Linked DNA regions of Mus musculus: region 2 is linked to region 1. Evidence: chromatin contacts called from public Hi-C data. All regions are on one chromosome and are shown on one strand. Each heading gives the region's core, a stretch centred on a gene start, on an enhancer-like site or on the middle of the called end of the contact. The rest is flanking DNA. Distances are from core to core; before and after follow the strand shown. Region 1 holds the start of Npas2 (neuronal PAS domain protein 2). Region 2 has its middle 38 kb from the start of Gm35222.

Region 1 (5,074 bases), core at 992-3,491:
AGGCCCCAGAACACCATGAGCCAGGACTAAGGCTAGCTCTTGGAACTGAAGCCTCAGAAGCTCCGGAGACCCCTTCTGGACACACACACACACACACACACACACACACACACACACACACACACGCACACGGGGAGGGGAGAGGGGGAGAGGGAAAGGGAGGAGAGGGAAAGGGAGGGGAAGGGAGAGGAAGAGGGAGAGGGGGAGGAAGAGGAAGAGGGAGGAGAGGGAGAGGGAGGGGGAGAGGAAGGGGGAGAAAGAGGGAGGGGGAGGGTGATAGGTAGCCAGGAGCCAATGGGGGCGTTTTCCTTGTCCAGGCCACTTGCTGGAATGTGAGATGTAGAATGACCCAAAGAGAGCTGCCAAGACAGAGCTCTGCCCCAGGAATTGAACTCAAAGGGTGTCAGAAAGCAGGTGGCCTTTGTGCACCTGGCGCGGGGACGTGGCTCCCCTCTTCCGGCTGGTCTAGCCAGGTGCCTGCCTGCCTGCCTGCCGTGATCTCTGGACGCCAGTAGAGGGTTGTTGTGGGTTTGGGTGAAACACGCCACCCCTGAGCTCTTCCGCGGGGCTAGCAATCTCCCCATCACCCCATTCGCGCTCAGAACCCCCTCAGCGAGTCTAACAGCAGGCCTGGTTCCCCGTACCCCGTCTGCACATCTGTCTTGGCTAGGGGTTTGCAGAAGCTTGGGAAAAGGGCTCCCTGTGTTCTTGCGCGCGCCGCTCTCTACAGCTTCTCTTTTTCTTGGATTCTCGCCTGTCTCCTCCCACAGGAAAAAAAAAAAAGGTCACGTATGTTTGGAAAAATATGTAGGTCAGTGGAACATTTCCTGCACTGGTGCAAAAGGAGAGAGGGCAGTGGGGGCGGGGAGGGAGAGGCCCGGCGCTGCTCCTAGGGCGCCTCCTGGCCGCAGCCCCCGACCTGTGGCCCTGGGGTTACAAGGGGACATTTAGCGGGTTCTTGCCGATCCTTGACCCATTTTCCTGACCAGTTAAGCTCGCCCTGGAGGAGGCACCGAGCGTTCCTCCCTAGCAACCGCTGCTATATTCCACGAACAGCGTTCACTCTCACATCCCAGGACCCTTCTTCTCACCTGGTGTTCCCTCACCCACCCACGTCCCCAGTAACCTGAGTCACGGAAGCGCAGAGGCCTGCCCTTAGAGGTCGGCGTGGGCGAGGGGGACAAGACAATCACATTCTAGCAAACACCCCCACCCCGTGACAGCACAGTGGCAGTGGGCACTGAGATGATTCCCATTTACCCGGGGCACGGATTCTTTGCTACCCCCCTAGTGACAACTTTAGCAGGACCCTGGCCGGCAGCTCCTCAAATGTCAAGCTCGCCTCCCCTCTTCCAGGTTCCGCACTAAGCACAGTCTCCCCCTTCCACCGCGCCCAGTCCGGACCAGACTGGCCGGACCCCCACGTCGATACCCCCACACCCCCCTCCCCAAGCAGCCCCGCAGGACTCGCAGAGGCCCTGGGGGCGCACCGGTGTCTGCCCCGCCGAGAGTCGCCGGGGGGTCGCAGGGTCCGCGTCCCTGCGGCACGCGCTGAGTGCGCGGCTCACACTGGGTTTGGACCGTAGGGGGGTGGGGGGAGCGGGTAGCCGCCGGAGCCTGGAGGCTTAAGAGGAAGAGGAGGAGGAGGAGGAGGAAGGGGAGCGGGAGGAGGAGGAGAAAGAGAAGAGGGAGGAGGAGGAGGCGGCAGCGGGGCGGGGAGGTGGCGGCGGTCCCCAGCTCTACGCGCCCAAGAGTTTGCGGCGCGAGCGGCGGGCTTTTCCGCAGGACCCGAGGGACCCGCGCAGCGGCCGCGGAGCCCCGAGACCCCGGCGGCAGCGGCGAGAGCAGCGCCTCCCGCCGCCGCCCGGGAGAAGCTCCCCGAGCCCGCCTGCCGCCCCGGCTCCCCGCGGCGGCGGGAGGCGCGTCTCCCCGGCCCAGTCGGTGCCCGGCCTGGCGGGGCCGCCCCGGCCCGCTCGGAGGTAAGAGGCCACCGCGCTTGGGGACGCACGATCTCGGGTGGGAATACGTGCGCGTGGCTCGCGGCTCTGGTCACCTGCTCGCTAGCGCTGGGGACGCGCGGGGCAGGGAGGGACGCTCGGGCGCGACACCGCGCGAGGCTGCGCAGCGCAGGCACCCGGGGGTTGGGGCGCGGGGAGGTGAGTCCTGCGCACTCCGGGTCCTGCCGCCCTGGGCTTCGGGTCCTGCCAACCGCTGCAGCCAGACAGACGGTGGGCTCCCGGAGCTGCTCGCCAAGAGAGAGGACTAGGCACCCCAAACATCGGGATTCGGGGGTCCTCCGAGGGTGCTAGAGGGGTACTGCGTGCCCGGACAGAAGCTTTCAAGATTGCCCGCTGCCCTTCCAGAGCCCCACCGCAGGCATCCCGAAGCGTAGGGAGCCCGGGACGCCTGGAGAGTGTGGTTGCCTGGCCGGGCCCTTGTGTCACTACGTTCCTGGGTCTGACTTGGCTTAGGGCTGGACTGAAAGCCCAGTCTTTGTGCTTAGACAGCTCTGCGCTCCTGGGACTCCCCGGGTTGGATGCTACAACATTGTTTTAGTGGGAGGTGTGCCCCCTCCCCAAGTAGAGGAGGGGTGCGACCTTGACTTTTCTAAAAAGCCACTTAGGGTGGGAAGCAGGGGGCAGGGACAGGTACCAAGAGGCTCAATTCAAAGCCAGCCTCCCCCCTCTGCCCGCCTCTCCTTAACTGCTTAAGGTAAGAAAGTTTGTTTTCGGCTCTGTGGTTCATAAATAATTAGTAACCAGTTTTGTTGACAAGGCAAGATGGAAACCTTAAGCATACACGCGCATTTCCACCGACTCTAGAATCTCCTAAGGTTAAATCCGGGAGTCTTTAGTTCGTAAAGTTGTAGGCTGTAGCGTTCAACAGGTGTTGCAAGGGTCCTAGAGGCCCCAGCTTAGGGTTTTTTTTTCTCTATCCATTGCGTTAGGATCCGCCCCTAGTTCGCGGTTAGCTTGCTTCTTTACAGGTGAATATTGAGTCGTTATTAACTGCGTCGGCGGAGACAGCTAGTCTGTCTCAATCACTAGAACTCTATTATCCTTAATAGGGTTTTCTTTTATAGGAGGGATTTCCCATTTGGACTTTCCAGGTAGTTAGTCCTGAAGCAGTTCCTGGCAGGACTCAGCTCTGTCAACACCTTCCTGTCTCTCTCTTCACAGAGAAGTCCCCATCCAGCGAACTGGCCAACTAATTATGGCTTGCATGAAAAACGGCCAGCCCTGGAAGGCACCCTTCAGACTCAAGAGCAAATACTGGCTTGATCTTCCTTCCTGCTGCTAAAATTTCTCTGAAGGAAAACGTTGCCAGAAATAACCTCCAATCTCTTTTTAAATAGCCCCTAAATAAATATAATCCTGTTTTTAAAAGAGATATTGCGATCTGGGCCACTATTTTACAAAGCAAATTTTTCGTTACTGACAGATATGAACCAGTTGAGGTACTGGTGTTTCCCAGCAGTCTACTCTTTTGCCATTTCCCCTCAGAAACCCGTACCTCTATTTATTTGGAGGTCATCCCGCTGTGCAGATGTGGAAAAGGTTTTTATTCCAACTACTCCCTAGAGTTACATCTTGAGGGGTAGGAGAGGATATACTCTAGAGAAAGCACATTATTAATAAAATGTTACAACACACGCCCAAGGGTTAAACATGCCTGGAGAATGGAGTGAGACAATTGCAATGAGTGTGTTGAGAGGAAAATTTCCTGGTATGATAGATGTTCACATGGTAGCTGAAGAGATGACCTTTATATAGAAAACAATTGGTGTTTTTTTTTTTTTAACTTACCTAGTTGTTTGTAACAATTTGGTCTCTGCTTTATGTTTCTGGCTGCTTTGTAATAAAAATGTAAAAAACAATGAAATCAGTAAAAACAAATCACAATTTAAATCCATCTTTTGGGAGCGTCTGTCTTAGATCTTGATAACCTATATTAGTAGCTACTTCTCAAGTGCCAATGTCTTCAGGCTAAATTAATACGTAGGTTTCTCTCATACATTCTGGGTATATGATCTATGTGTGTGTGTGTGTGTGTGTGTGTGTGTGTGTCCAGAATTTTCCTTATAGTAAATCCTCAGAAGCCAAAGGGCTAAATCTTCATGCATTTTTAAAACAAGAACACGTGTGCTTTGTCCTGGATGCCAAGAGCCACTGTGAACTTTCCACAGGCTGTTCTGGTTGATCCCACACACACTGCAACGTCTCCCCCAGCAGAGGTCAAATTGTGAAGGGTTTGAAAATAGCCTAGTGAGTCAGTCCTCTTGGCTGCTTTACTCTAACAGTTTAATTGGCTTCATCATAGCAAGTGTCTAATGGAGCTTCACATTTACGTAGTGAAAATGGTACTTGAAGCCGCATTGGCTCACAGGGATGTTTCATTAGCATATCCCTCCCCCGCCCCGCCCCCATGCTGTTTGTAGCAAAGACAAGTTGAGGACTGTCACATCCCAATCTTTTCCTCTCATCACCATGAGGCCATGTTCACAGTAGATGCTCAATAAATAGGTTTGGGAAACAACTGGATTGTCGGTAATCACTATCCAAGGTTAGGTTTCTGAGTGCTAATATGGTACTTAACTATGAGTAATCCTGTGTTAAGTCAGATAGTGATTAATAATTCCTAAGTACACGGGGAAACATTTATTGAACACGAGCATGTAACAGAGACATTTTCCACGCAAACTTTAGCTAAGACCCTGCTGTTTCTCACTTGAATTTTTTTTTTTTATTAAGGGCCACATGCTGTGTTAAGCGAAGAGCCATTTCTTAGATGGATTTCCCCTAGAGGCCACTTGAGTGTCTGCAGGTCAGAGTGTCTAGTTCCATTTGGTGATTCAGAACAGGAATGAGAGTTTCTCTTTTATTCGGGTGTGAAATAAACAGTGTGTACAGAGAGGTGGAAGGGGAGGGGCAATCGGAGCGCAGTGAGTCACTGGGGGTTGGGGGTGGGGCCGAAGCTTCAGTGCCACACACAAGCAGACTCTCAGATACACTTAATCTCACCAGCAGGCAAGCATGTGCTAAACAACAGCCAGCTGATACAAATCATAGCAGAG
Region 2 (5,290 bases), core at 819-3,318, 130 kb before region 1:
ATTCTGACACAGCCAGAAGGCTGTCCTCAGAGGTCAATCAGATGGGGCTATTGATCTTTCTGCCCCCCAACAACGGACTAAACTGAGCAACCCTCTCTACTGTGTAAAACCCATCACCAGATATTCTCTAGGACTGAGAGAGCAGTCTCTCTAGCAACTATACGACTCAGTTGCCGTGGGGTGGCTGACAGGCTGAGAACAAATGGCTGTGTTCCCACAGAACATCACCATGGGCCCCCTCACCCAAATCTTATGTATCTGCATCACAACATGCTTCCTTTCAGACTTTACAATAACTGAGATATAGAAAACCTTTCTCAGCTCAGAAGCTGTAGGAAAAGCAGGGCAGGGTAGCAGTTTGCATATCCACAGCCTTGGAGATAAGAAACTCGGGTCATCACCTCCCATTCATCCCTGGGCCTCACCTTGTATAGAGTAGGACCCTAGGACATAACACAGAAGCCAGGACCCTCTCCATCCCAGCCTCAGGATGCTGCCGGAGATGCCTGCCAGGCTGAGCGTTCCTGGTGCTCCACACCAGGCTAATTAGAGGAGTTGGTGGGTGATGGGGAGAGTTGTTTGACTATGACTCTGGTCCTGGCTGCTTTATAGCATCTTTCCTAGCCTTCCATTGCATTCATTAGCCTGCCTTTTCCAATAGCCTCAGAATTGTGAGATGTGACAACTTCGTTTTCTCTGACAAACAGACCGTGGCTCGTCAACTACCTGATTTTTAGAAAACTCACTTCAGGGCCCACTGTGGAATCGTCTTCTCCCTACAGCTCTCCCACAAGACTCTTCTAAACAGCAATGATGGCGTTCCCTGTGCCCAGCATCCGAGGTGACCCTGCTTTGGTGTTGGGCTGATGCCAGGCTGAGGAAAAGTATGATACCTCTCATTTCCTCCCAGTGGCTGGATTTAGGCTGCTGTCTCGAATGCTATCCCGTGTAGTTGCTGGATAATCTATTTTCCGTTTGCTCGCTTATAAGCGATTTCGAAGGCTCTTGTGCAAATCATTGTTACATCCCTATATTTAGCTTTGAGCTGAATCAATCTGATGGCTTCCAAGCAGAGAGAGGAGAAAGAGGGGGGGCAATTTTGATATTTTGATAAAGGTGCCCTTTCCTTCAATTTCCACTTTAAAAAATAGAACTGTGTGCTCTGGAGGTGGGTGTGATCTGTGGTAACAGATGCAGTCAAAGGAAATTATGTAAAAAAGATCATACTTATGTCTAAGTGACCGTGCATCGAGGAGCCACTTCCCCCTCTGTTTGGCTCAAATTACCATGGGAACAGTTTGTGTCTCTGGAGAGGTACTTGAGGGAGCACCGCATCTGGCAGACTACCTTCCACACAAGCCCTGCACAGCCTGATGAACAGAGCTTATCACTCACTCCTCCCTTAGCACTGCTGGCCGCTCTGGAGACTGGTCTCCCACTGCTAAAACTTGGGGGTGCCTTCTGAGCCTGTGATAGTTAATAGGGGAGGAAAGCCACCCGGCATTAAACCCTCAGGTTAACAAGTCCAGCCTGGAAGAGCTTGGGTTAAAGGGCATAGTCTAATCCTTCTTATTCTTTGGTGTATAATAATTCAAACCATGTCCTGCCTGGCAAATTTGTTCAAAATGGGAAAATTCAAACACTCAGAGCCCTTCCCCTGCCCTAGTGCCAAATGTCCTCTCTTCTCCCTTGACACATCACCAGGACAGGACACTCAGGAAGCCATAGAAGATATTAGAGGATCTGAGGACCCAGCTATGTCTCACCCCTCCCCACCCTTCCCCACCACATTGTCTTGTCCCATCCCTGTGGAGTCCTTCCTTCAGTTGTTCAGCTCTGTCTTAGGTATCAGAGCAGCTGGTTGTCAGAAGCTGGCTGCATCCTGGATGGAGCTGGAGCCAGGAGGAGTCTCATCCTCAGATCCCACCTAGATGATGCAGGGTGCCAAGGGCTGGGGACTGGAATCCAGTCATTCTAAAAGTTCTTCAAGGAGATTCAGACACATGGAGGACAGCTGCTGTGTGATGACTGCCAGTTCTGTTTAGAACCTGTATCCTCTAACCACATGCGCTTCCCAGCCTACCATGTTAGCCAGTAGCTCCCACAGCCCGCACACAGGGGGCCATATGGAGCACTCCTATTTTATACTCTCCTTGATCTAGATAATTAGGCCCACAAAACAGGAGATGTGTTTATTTTATTCACTGGGCACAACGCCTGCCAAGTTGTAAGTATTTGCTGCAGCTACAAACCAGTGGATGAGACATAGTGCTTGCCTTCAGGAAATCATCCCTCAAGACACTTTATCTTGGCCAGAGCCGGGTGTATTGGTTGTAGGGTACCAGTCTCAACAGATTAGCTGATTGGGACTGCGTCCTTCTCCACCCAGCTTTGAAAGTTCAATCTCTGCGCAAGCTAAGTGGTCTAGGCTCTGCTTGCCCTGGAGAGACTGAGCCCTTGGCTGGGTCTATGATCGCCTTTGTCCTTCATCTGGTGCCCATTGGGATTCTTTAAGGGGACAATATCTGCACTCTCCAAGTTGTATGCACCTCTCTACTGAACTCACAGTCCCTAGGCACCTCCTCTCTCATCAGTTATATCCCTACTGTGTTAATTGTTGTATCCTTTCCCCCAACTAATCTCCCTATGGCACAGTTCTCATCTCTGACTCCCTGGTGGAATCCTTTGGAATCTACTGGAAAAGTTTTCAAACGCCCACTTTCATTCACAGAACAATATTATGTTTCCATCAGTCTCTGGGCACTATTCCAGGTCCCCAGAACTACTAATGCTCCCTGGGTGACCACTGAGTCAAGGCCTGCTGTGCTAGGGAAGCCCAAGTACAGTCACACTTAACTGTCCTTTATATTGACATATCGGCAGCCACGGTTGTGAGACTGGCCAGCAAGCAAGCCAGAGATAGCATTGATTGAGCACTGGCTCTGCGGCAGTAGCTGTTCTAAGTGCTGCATGGGTGTTAGCTCATTTACTTGTCACGATCTGAGTTCAGATCGTAATAGCCGATGCCTCTTATGCTTTGTGGCTACCCCAGGTCTGTGCTAAGTACTTCAACTACATCTGTTTATTTATTGCTAAGGCAAGCGGAAGCACGGAGAGCACAAGCCATTGGCCTGAGGTGAGGGACTGAGAAGGATGTTGGGAGGGGACACCCACCCAGGTACCTGGCTTGAGAACTCAAGAGCATCACCTATAAAGCCCGAGTGAGTCTGTGTGGAAAGATCTAGGAGAGGAGACCCTATAGCCCATGTGAGATGGATGAACACCTGTTATGTGATTCACTTCATCTGAGGAGCATGACTCGGGTCAGAGCCTCTGGTCACTGTGAAGGGTGAGGCCAGTAAGGGACCTGTGGTGGCATTTTTGTTGCAGGAGTAGAATAGGCTAAGCATTTGTATGTGGCATGCACTTCCGTTTTCTGACTTCTGAGGTGAACATGTTTACCCATAAGCTAGGAGACCTCCTCAGAGGGAAAGATGGCCATCTTCCTCATCATTTACTCAGAAGACACAGAGACAAAGGAGAGCCATTTGGTTAGGGCAGGTTCTTTTTTGCCTTTTGAAAGAGCGACTGCCCAGATGGTCCCAGTTATTGCCTTTAGGGGAAGACTCAGAAACACAAATGTTGAACACGGGCTAGCTAAGCATCACTTGCTTGGCGGTCCCAACATCCATCTCTACCTCTATTGGAAATGTCCCTGTCCTTTGCCTCGTTGGGCCCATGGCCTAGGAGTGGTGTCCCACCTGTACCCTGATTTGGGGGATAAACAACTTACACAAGTTAAGCAGCCACAAGATTTTCTTAGGCACAAGTATGGCCTCTGTCCATTTAGGCTGCTGTGATGGAAGGCCATAGACTAGGTAACTTATAAGTGACAGAACTTCATTTCTCATTGATCACGAAGCTGGAAGTCTAAGATCAAGGTGCAATTAGATTGTCTCTGGTTTATAGACAGCCATCATTTTTTCTCTGTGCTTGCTCATACTGGCAAGGAAAGGGAGCTCTTTGAGGGCTCTTTAATGAGGGCTTCACCATCACGATCTTGTCAGATGTCCCACCACCAAATATCTCTTTATTGACAGTAAGTTTCTTAATAAATATGAATTTGGGTGCATTAGATGCAGATAGCACCTAAACCAGACAGCCAAGATTCAGTGCTGAACATTTGACAGAGCAACCTTTGTAAAAGAGATGCTCTCTCGGCTGAGAACATAAGACATAAACTGGAACACTCGTCAGCCATCTTGGCTCTATATGGTAAGGACTGAATGGAGGATGATGAGAGCAAGGAATGTGTCCTAAGGAGAGCTCCTTTGCCTCAGGTCTACCTACATCTTTCAGCTGTGGGGATCAGTATCATACTACGCCAACTTATCTTGGTTGGTGTGTGTGTGTGTGTGTGTGTGTGCACATGTGCATACACATGTGTTTGCATGTGTGTATGTATGTGCTTGTAAATGTGTGTGCATGTACATGAGTGTACTCACATGTGTTAGTGCATGCACATGCAGGTGCATATGTACATATGCATACATATGTACACAGAGGCTACAGCTCAAAAGTAGGTGTCTGTCTCAGGCTCATCTTACCTTGCATTTTGAGACTAGGTTTTCTACCAGATATAGAGCTCACAACTCAGACGAAGCCTGAGGAATACCTGACCTGGCCTCTCTCCCACACTGGTGTACCAAATGTGTGCTGCCGTATACAGCCTTTTATCTGATGCTGGATATCTGAACTCTGGTCCTCATGCTTGTGTGACAAGCTCTCTATAGACTGAGACATCTCCCCCACCCTGGAGTGGGGGTCCTGACCAGTACTGTGAAGGTTCTTACAGGAGCATCAAGTCCAGTGTTACTTCATCCTCTAAGAGACTTGAGAGCCATAGTTTCCATATCTGTGAAGTGAGAAAGATATTACCCACCTAACACAGCTGCTGGAGAATCAACAGCAATTCTTTTGTGAAGTGTTGGCAAATGGTGGGTCAAGGTAAGAGTGAACCCACTTCACAGGTTCCAGATGAACTGAAACTAATCTGGGGTGCATGGCATACAGCAAGAACTAAGAGAAGACATAGAGCTATGAGCAGTGACCCTTGGTTCAGTAAACAGAATATTAATTGGCGTAGAACAGTCATTGAGAATCAGAAAACCCAGAGCTCAGTTACAAATTAGCAAGCAGTGTAAACGATTGAGAAACTCCCATGCTTCCAAGGCATGAATGGAATGGGATTACCTCAGGAAGTTGCCAGACTCCCGTGAACTTTGCTTGC

Evidence for each region. A called contact is a pair of places that touch in the nucleus more often than the background predicts.
Region 2: a Hi-C map of cerebral cortex shows a contact between it and region 1, with 4 times the contacts expected there. The contact joins the enhancer-like site here to the promoter of Npas2 in region 1. A contact is called at or near these places in 2 of 39 promoter capture datasets (both in liver), 6 of 484 Hi-C or Micro-C datasets (cerebral cortex, forebrain and liver), 4 of 115 datasets of contacts at active chromatin or transcription factors (fibro-adipogenic progenitors, forebrain, kidney and 1 more) and 3 of 9 other capture datasets (adipose tissue, liver and macrophages).

What each region holds. Positions count from the first base shown.
Region 1 is chr1:39,192,031-39,197,104 of GRCm38.p6, forward strand. Npas2 (neuronal PAS domain protein 2) reads left to right here and starts at 2,242. Exons shown (of 21, transcript NM_008719.2): 1 at 2,242-2,712.
Region 2 is chr1:39,062,918-39,068,207 of GRCm38.p6, forward strand. No RefSeq gene overlaps it. Among named protein-coding and RNA genes, the nearest start is that of Gm35222, 38 kb to the left of the region's middle. Within about 2 kb of position 2,069, at least 17 of the 459 cell types and tissues checked have an H3K27ac peak or open chromatin away from gene starts, as enhancers often do. A contact at or near this core is called in cerebral cortex, where this site is marked.